Linked DNA regions of Pan troglodytes: all the other regions are linked to region 2. The links are chromatin contacts, called in public Hi-C and HiChIP or PLAC-seq maps. All regions are on one chromosome and are shown on one strand. The core of a region is the stretch at or near the end of the contact, and the rest is flanking DNA. Distances in the headings are between cores, read along the strand shown.

The links. A called contact is a pair of places that touch in the nucleus more often than the background predicts. HiChIP or PLAC-seq counts read pairs in DNA pulled down with a chosen protein or histone mark.
Region 1: a contact with region 2 is called in a Hi-C map of stem cell-derived neural progenitor cells, with 5 times the contacts expected there. The contact joins the enhancer-like site here to the promoter of SLIT3 in region 2. A contact is called at or near these places in 3 of 7 Hi-C or Micro-C datasets (induced pluripotent stem cells and stem cell-derived neural progenitor cells), 1 of 1 datasets of contacts at active chromatin or transcription factors (stem cell-derived excitatory neurons) and 1 of 1 other capture datasets (stem cell-derived neural stem cells).
Region 3: an H3K4me3 HiChIP or PLAC-seq map of stem cell-derived excitatory neurons shows a contact between it and region 2, with 2.6 times the contacts expected there. The contact joins the promoter of SPDL1 here to the promoter of SLIT3 in region 2. A contact is called at or near these places in 1 of 1 datasets of contacts at active chromatin or transcription factors (stem cell-derived excitatory neurons) and 1 of 1 other capture datasets (stem cell-derived neural stem cells).

What each region holds. Positions count from the first base shown.
Region 1 is chr4:166,663,454-166,666,177 of NHGRI_mPanTro3-v2.0_pri, reverse strand. All of the region lies in intron 4 of SLIT3 (slit guidance ligand 3), which reads left to right. Among named protein-coding and RNA genes, the nearest start is that of MIR218-2, 220 kb to the right of the region's middle. Within about 2 kb of position 1,472, at least 5 of the 24 cell types and tissues checked have an H3K27ac peak or open chromatin away from gene starts, as enhancers often do. A contact at or near this core is called in stem cell-derived neural progenitor cells and stem cell-derived neural stem cells, where this site is marked.
Region 2 is chr4:166,973,867-166,976,566 of NHGRI_mPanTro3-v2.0_pri, reverse strand. It overlaps SLIT3 (slit guidance ligand 3), which reads left to right and starts at 1,272. Exons shown (of 36, transcript XM_016954159.4): 1 at 1,272-1,695. The coding sequence starts at 1,499.
Region 3 is chr4:167,256,956-167,259,655 of NHGRI_mPanTro3-v2.0_pri, reverse strand. It overlaps SPDL1 (spindle apparatus coiled-coil protein 1), which reads right to left and starts at 1,251. Exons shown (of 12, transcript NM_001280345.1): 1 at 1,049-1,251.

The DNA.
Region 1 (2,724 bases), core at 223-2,722, 310 kb after region 2:
CTCACAGCAGCCTGTCAGCAGCGCCTCGAGCACCTGGCTGTTCTGCGCTTGGCTGACATCTCGGGATTCCTCAGTCTCTTAGGAGAAGGAGAGGAAATGTGTGTTTTCAGTTTGGGAAGGAAGACACACCTCTAAATGTCAGACCTGAGGCTTCAGATAAGCCCATAGGATATTTTCATTTGGGGACTGAAAAGAGCCGACCCAAACACCTACCTACTGAGGCCCATGAAGCTCACACTCCCAGAGAGGTTCAGGGGTAAATCTTGCGCCGCGTCACCCTTTCCAATGAAGAGAGGGCTTTGAAGCTCGTGCCTCGCTCTGGGCTCATTGTTCTGCGTGTAAAGGGCCTTTGCTAACACCCACTGGCATTTTCTAGTACAAGGGAACACTGTGTCAACCTACATGAAAACGGAAATGCTAATGCTCCTGGGATTTGAGACCACAGTGCCCCCTCCGTGTTCAGTAATCCTGGAGGCAGCGACTGGAAAATACATTCCATGCAGCACAGATTCATTTAGAGCAATGTCTTTCAGACTCTGTCCCTTGGAACCCTGAGGTTCCACAGAACACATCAGGGACTGGGGCAGGGGGACAGATGGCCGCTGGAAATGGGTGCCCTCCAGGCCTGAGCAGGACCCCAGGCCTTCCTTTCCAACCTGACCGGAGAACTTTTGCTTCCATTTTTATGCTATGGTTCTGCACACAACTCCATTCAACAGAAGGTTCCCCTGCTTTTAAAAAGAGTTTGAAGACCCTTGGCCGAGGTAAAGGCTCTATTCAATCTATAATTCTATTTACAAGACAAAAATAAATAACCTATTTATAAATCCAGCTTAATTAGCCCTCGCATAAAGTAAAAGTAAACCTCAGCAGAATTCTACAGGATTCGGTCATCATAATTCTTTCTCCTCCTTCAGATGTAGTTGAGGGTCCTTGCGTCTGTCATTAAGCTCCTCACTCCCCATTCATAAGGCTGCCTTGTACTTTGTGAAGGATTTCCACAGACTCCTTGGCTGGGGGTGTGAGCAATCTCAAAAAACCTTCACCAGCCCGTATGAAGTGTCTGACTAAAACGCAGGAGGTCATTCTCTTTTCTGCCAGGGGCAGCTTCTCAAACACAGAAGGGTGGCTCAGGAGAGGGGGTGGGGCAGGGGCCAAGTCCAATGGCAAAGGCAATGGCTTTGGGCCAAAGGGTAAAAATGCTTGTTTTCAGGAAAATTAGAAAAATTTGCCTGAGGCAGGTCCCACTTACACACTGAGTTCTTATATGGGCCCTTTTATATTGCTGTTTACTTTGCTTTTTAAATTAAAAAATCAGTGCCTGCCAGTCAGGGGGCCTCTCCGGCCCTGAAAGGGTCTGCCGTTGCCCCCACCCCAGCTCCCCACCCCAGGCTCTTGGGTCAGAGACTGATGGGAATTGGGCGTCAAAAGGGAAATGTGTGGGTTAGAGGCGAACGTGGAGTCTGCGCTGTTTTTCTGTATGGTAATGGACAAGCCAGGGTGGCCATTCTGAGACAGGCACTTTCTCCTCTCCAGTCTCTGGGGTAGGCCTTTGAAAACAATTGCCAGCTAGAATGACTGAAAGAATTTTCCTGGGGATCCTGAGCAAAACCTCTGAGAGAAGGGGGAGGCTTTCCCTCGTCCTCCCTGATAGATCCCCAGGGCACTGCATTCCCCAGGCTGGCATTTCCCCACTCCTGCCTACAGGTTTGCTGCTGGGGGTGGTGGGGGCAGTGGGGAGGCCAACATGGGAAGCCACTGTTTGTGATGCCTGTGACCCAGCCCAGCTTCTAGAGGGCTGTGGCCCACACAGCACCTGGGGCTCCCGTGTCCCCTCCCAAGCCTGGGGCTGTAGGCTCTCCACCTGCTTCCCAGCCAGGCAGGTGACTGCCCCATGCTGGTGAGAGCTGAGGCCTTGGAGCGATTCAGACTCTATTCCTCCCACTTCCTCCTTTGGAGGCCTCTGAGCCTCAGTGTTCTTAGCTCAAAAATGGGATTACAACTACAATTTGCTTGATAAGGTTTTTGGAAGGACAAAAAAAGAGACAATCTTTATGAAACCCCCCAGTTCAGAGTCCTTGGCACATCATAACCACTCCCCAAAACATTAGCTATTATGAGTTACTACAGTTAGATATTCTTGATGGGAAGCAAGTGCTTCTAGTATAGTATCTAATAAGAGCACCTCCCAGCAGTGCCAGTTGCTAGCTGTGTGATGTCAGATAAATTCCTTTACCTTTCTGACCTTCACTTTCCCCGTTCACAGAATGAAGATGACCATTCCCATCCCACAAGGTGACAGTGGCCCAATGAAAGCAGCAAATGCAAACAAGTGCTTAGTGCAGGGTCTGGCACTTGGCAAACAGGCAATAAATGATAGCTGCTGTTACTCGTGGCAGCTCTCGTGTAGCATTCTTCAAGGACAACATAACGTTATTGGGTTTTGTTTTTCTCTAAGACCTCCCTGGAGCGTGTTCTTGCAGACTGACCCAGCAGTCAGCTGAGGGACATTACTAACCCACCCAAGAGGGACAGGACCTGCCCGAGGTCCCTGTACCTGCACACAACTCCATTCGACAGAAGGTTCCCCTGCTTTTAAAAAGAGTTTGAAGACCCCTGGCTGATGTAGAGGCTCTATTCAACCTATAATTCTATTTACAGGCCAAAAATAAATAACCTGTCTGGGTCCCCTTCACTCTCCCTTTACAATGATGCTGTTTTGAC
Region 2 (2,700 bases), core at 23-2,522:
AGTGTGAGGGGACCTCAAGGAAATCCGGGCAATACTTCCTCCAGTTCCTGCCCTTTCCTTTCAAACAAACAAACAAAATCATTCCTACGAGTATTTATGGAGCCTCTAACGCACACGCCCCTCCCCACTGGCATCTGGAAAAGCTCAGACGTAGCCAATTTAAAGCGGGCGCCGGAAGAAAGGAGGCGCTGGGGACAGAAGGGATGCCTCGTCCGCGAATGACTTTTGCAAAAACACGTTCTCTTCTGTGATGCTCCAAACAACCCAGGGAGGTGAGGCCAGGTAGGACTGTGGCCCCTGATTTGAGAAAACGAAGGCTCAGAGATGACACGATTGGCCCAGAGTCACCCAGTCAGGAAGCAGAAACCCGAGGATGGAACAAGGCATTGTCAATCCAGGGGTCCAAGTCGCTGCCATCACTACTTTTACCAGTCCACCAAGCGCTGGGTCTGGGCAAAGCAGGGCAAGTTTCCGGGTAAGGTTTGCCAGCAGTGACCTCAACAACATGGACCACGGTGTGTGTGTGTGTGTAGCTGTGGAGTACATTGGTGTCAACCAAGGCTCTTCAGGCAAAATTGTGGATCTCTGCCATGAGTACTAGGTGCGGTAGGGAAGCGGCTTCGTGGGCGACACTGCCATGGTTTGGCGTCCCTAGCAGCTGTGCGACCTCCAGCAAGTCGCTTCACTTCTCTGAGCTGTTTTCAGACGACCCCTTGGAAGATCGTGGACTTAAGTAAAGAATATGAGTAGAGTGCTCAGCTCAGTGCAAAAATTAAAAAAAAAAAAAGTGTCAGGAGCCTTATCCGTCCCTGGCTCTTAACAGTGAATGAGTTTCAGTGTTTCTTTCCCGGGGCCCTGCTGGCCGAGCCCCTTTCCTTCCCTGGTTCCTTCTCTCTCCCTCCTCTACTGCCTCCTCCCTCCAGGCTCTCGGTCGCTCCAGCAAAGTTCCCAACTTAGTCGACATGACGCGCGGCGCAGCCAATGGGAGGCGGAGTTGGCGTTTCTTGGTAGGGGGGGGGGGCCGGAGGGGTGGGCCCCGCGTCTCCGGTGTCTGCCGTGCTCAGTGAATGGAGAGAGCGAGCGCCGGCCAGCTCACCCGGCCGCCCGGTGCCCCAGCCGCAGCCGCCGCGCTCCCCAGCCCAGCCCCAAGCCGGACCTCCCCGGGCGCCACGCCCCATTGCGCTCGCCCCAGGTCCCCAACCCGGCCCGCGGGCCAGCGGGGCCAGGGGGCGCTCCGCACCTGGGCACTCCCAGCGATGCGCAGCGGGGCAGCGCCGGCCCCGCCGATGGAGCTGCTGTTGCTGCCGCTGCCGCCGCCGCCGCCCGGCGCGCCCCGCTCCGCCCGCGCCCCGTGCGCCTGAGCGCCGAGCTCGCCCCTCCTCCGCGCTAACTCCGCCGCCCGCTCCCCAGGCCGCCCGCGCTCCCCGCGCGCCTCCTCGGGCTCCACGCGTCTTGCCCCGCAGAGGCAGCCTCCTCCAGGAGCGGGGCCCTGCACACCATGGCCCCCGGGTGGGCAGGGGTCGGCGCCGCCGTGCGCGCCCGCCTGGCGCTGGCCTTGGCGCTGGCGAGCGTCCTGAGTGGGCCCCCAGCCGTCGCCTGCCCCACCAAGTGTACCTGCTCCGCTGCCAGCGTGGACTGCCACGGGCTGGGCCTCCGCGCGGTTCCTCGGGGCATCCCCCGCAACGCTGAGCGCCTGTGAGTACCCCTGCCCCACCCCACGCGGGCCACCCACCTGGGTCCCACCGAGGGGGCCCCAGGCGCCAGATCCGTCCTTTCCCCTCGGCCTCCCTGGATGCAGTCTCTATTCTCATCCCTTCCTGGATACGATCCCTCACTCTCCGAGCTGGGGGTCTGTAGGCTTGGTCAGATCTGGAAAGAGAGGTCTCGAAACCCCCAGCGATGGGCAAAGAGCAGTGCCTCTCCAGGGGTGAGGGTTCCAGGCGCAGGGCCCGCTGACAGCTTCCAAGGAGTAGCTGAGGAGAGGCGAGGGGAGGCAAGAGCACTGCAGCCTCAAGGTCTTAGGGTGAGGGTCAGGGGTCTGCGCTCGTTAAAAAGGGGGGCGGGCGAAGGAGAAAGCTATAGGATGATGGGCCGTCAAGGCGCGGAGGCGGGAGAGAGGGCCCGAGACTGTTGACCTGCTTGGAGATCAGAATGGGCCAGCCGCTCTCTGGCTGCCCTTGCAAGGAAAGTTGAGAGTGTGGGTGAAGGTTTAACTTCTGAGGAACTGGACAGATTCAGAGTGGGTGCTCGCAAAAACCGCTCTGCCTGGAGCGCAGTCTGGGAGATGCCAAGTTGCAGCCCCGGGTGAATTTTTTATGGCTCGGTTATAAATGCCTCCCCGAACGAAGGGGCCGGAGAATGGAAATGCTGACAGCCCTTCAAATGAGACCGAGCGTTATAATCTTACAAACCGCACTCAGCCTCAGATCTTGGGCTTGGCAGCGAATGGAGAGGCGCTTGGAGAATGGGGTGGATTGACCCTAGTTTTAGCCCCAATTGTGCAACCAAATATTTACTTTTCATATGTCAACGTTTTGGAAACATTTATCATTTTGATCCTCGGACCAGATTCAAAACTTGGACTCCGGGGTGGGCTCCTCTTAGTCCGCAGTTGGGGTGGGGTAAGGGAGTGGGGGAGAAACGCTGGAGTGGGTGGGAGCCTTACTGGGAACCCAGCCGAGAAGTGGGTGAGGGTTTGCT
Region 3 (2,700 bases), core at 2-2,501, 280 kb before region 2:
TAACCTATCAATCTACAAAGAGAGCCGTGGTTGATTAAAAACTACTAATGTGTGACAGACATTGTGCTTGGTGCTTTATACACATTCTTATTCAATCTTCTCAACAACTTCAAGAGGTTGAAGGTATTTCCCTCATTTGACACATGCAAGCTGAGGCATAGAAAGTTTTAGGTAACTTGCTTAGGGTTACCCGCAAGTTAAGACGCGAAGTGTGATGGGAACTAGAATCTACCTAGAAACTCTGGTGCTGCAACCATTTTTCCTGTCCTGCTTCTCAAAAATATAGCACACACAAAGCATTTGGGACACAGGAAACTCTGGGAATCAAACTACCTGAGTTCTTACCCCGCCTCCACTACTCACTGGCTGCATGAACTTGGACAAGTTATTTAATTTCTTGTTTAATCATCTATAAAAACAAGCACAATAACACCCACCTAATCGGTTACTGAAAGGATTAAATGAGATAACGAATGAAAAGCAATTAGGGTAGAATCTGACACACGGCTGGGGCAGTGCTGTCCAGCAGAAATATAACGGGAGTCATGTACGTGATTTTAAATGTTCTAGGAGCCATCATGTTTTAAAAAGTAAACAAAGATGAAAAATTAATTTACATACTTAAACAAATACACTCAAAACATTATCATTTCAACATGTAATCATTATAAAAATTATTAATGAGATATTACTCCTTATGCGCTATCTCTGAAACCCAGTGTGTATCTCCCATCTGCACCATTTCTCAGTTCGGGCTAGAGGCTACCGTACCGCACAGCGCAGATCCAGTGGCGGTTATCATTTTGAGGACCCGGCAACCGACCCAGCCTTCCATGTTTGTCCAGAATCCCTGAGGGCGGCGAGGCGGTCCCACGGAAGATAAGACCGGCTCGGAACCCAGTGTATAAGACCCCAGGGTTCCGGGGAAGGAGATGTTTCAGCTAAAGGCCTCGGCCGAGACCCCGGCCCCTAGCTTTCTTTAGGGCCTGTTCGACTCTCTCCACTGCCGCTCTCCACACCCACCTCCCACCAGGCCCCTTGCCCCTACCTCTCACGCTGGTCCCCTGCTGCCGCAGCCAGCGGCTCCTAATGGGAGCTCAGGTCGTCCACATTGAGGACGCCAACTCCACAGTCACCACCCATTCACTCGGCTAGCTCTCGAGTAAGCGCCTGGGCTTTTTGAATGCAGTTCCCGCGAGAAGTCCCACGTCTCACGAGACGTCCGCCCAAGCCGCGCGTAAAGGAAAAACTAAGAGAAACGCCCAATGGAGCGCCCGCCCCCTCCTACAGGTACTGCGCATGTGCAAGTGGCGCGCCGTGGGCCTGGCGCAGGCGCAGGCGCAGACGTGGCTCCTTCACATAAATTTTTCCTTGGGCTGGTTTCCTGCATGTCTTCTAAGTATTTGCTTTTAGTTTCCGTGTTTTGGTGTTTTGTTTGTTCGTTTTTTTTTGTTTTGTTTTTACGACAATGCCTTCTAGGGGAACAGTGTCGCTGGGCTGGGCGGTGGAGAGACACCTTTGGCACCATCGTGCGATCTCATGCACCCTACCAGTGGTAATACTGGCGTTAATATTAAGTTCCCACCATGTGCTAAAGTTTACAGATTATCTCAGTTAAGCCCGCAGCCTTATGAGGCAGATATTACTCCTCGTTTTCCACAGAGAAAAAGCCCGAAGAAAAAAAGTGCCTTGTCCAAGTGGTAGAACTAGAATTGAATGCAGTCTGACTTAGAGTCCAAGCTGTTTGCATGTGTTTTTAATAATAATATTTTGTAAACCTGATGCCTATTCAAAAATTCAAGCGATCAGAAATAATAATAGCTAACATTTAATGAGCACTGATGAGTCCTAGTAACTGTTACATGAATCATGTCGTTCTTTCGAGCCCATCTTTTCTTGCCTATTTGAGAACTTGGCTCTAACTGCTCTTTTTTGCATCTTCAGTTTTTTCTTCTCTATTGGATCTTCCCTATCAGCTCATAAACATGCTGCAGTGATTGCCATAAAATCATTTCACGATTTCATTTTTTAAAAAATCCTCCTTGACACCAATCAGCAACCACCGCATTTGTTTTCATCTCTTTATAACAAAATTTCTGGGGAAAAAAAATCTTTACATCCATTATCTCCGTTTTCTTACCTTTTGTTCTTTTGTTTGTTTTTCCCACTTTAACCAGGATTTGGTCCCAACCAATACTATGAAGTGGCTCTTGTTAGGTTTACCAGTGATTCCTACCTTGCAAAATTCGGTAGTCAATATTTAGTCCTCACTTCTGGTGAAATTTGACAGAGTTGCTTGCTCTCGTTGATTTGAGTCTTTATGTCTTGGGATGCCACACTCTCCTTGCCCTCTTCTTCTCAGTTTCTTTTGCAGACTACAATTTCTGCCTGAGCTAAGCCAGACTCAAAGGGTTGATCTGAGCTTTAAGATTGGCAACAAATTGCTCACAGTGTAGTCTCACAGATTTATCTGGGACTCCAATGAACCAGATGCTCATTCTTTTGTAATCACACCTATGTTCTTGGATAAATGAAACAAATACCGTTTTCCCTATCACTGAACAAAGATTCCTTAACTCAGGGGCCAGGAAAAGATTGTTCTAGCTTAGGCCAATCATGACTGGCTGCAATTAGGTAATCTAAAATCGATCTGAACTTATTTTTTCTCCTTTGTTACAAGAGAAGGTATACCCTATGTTA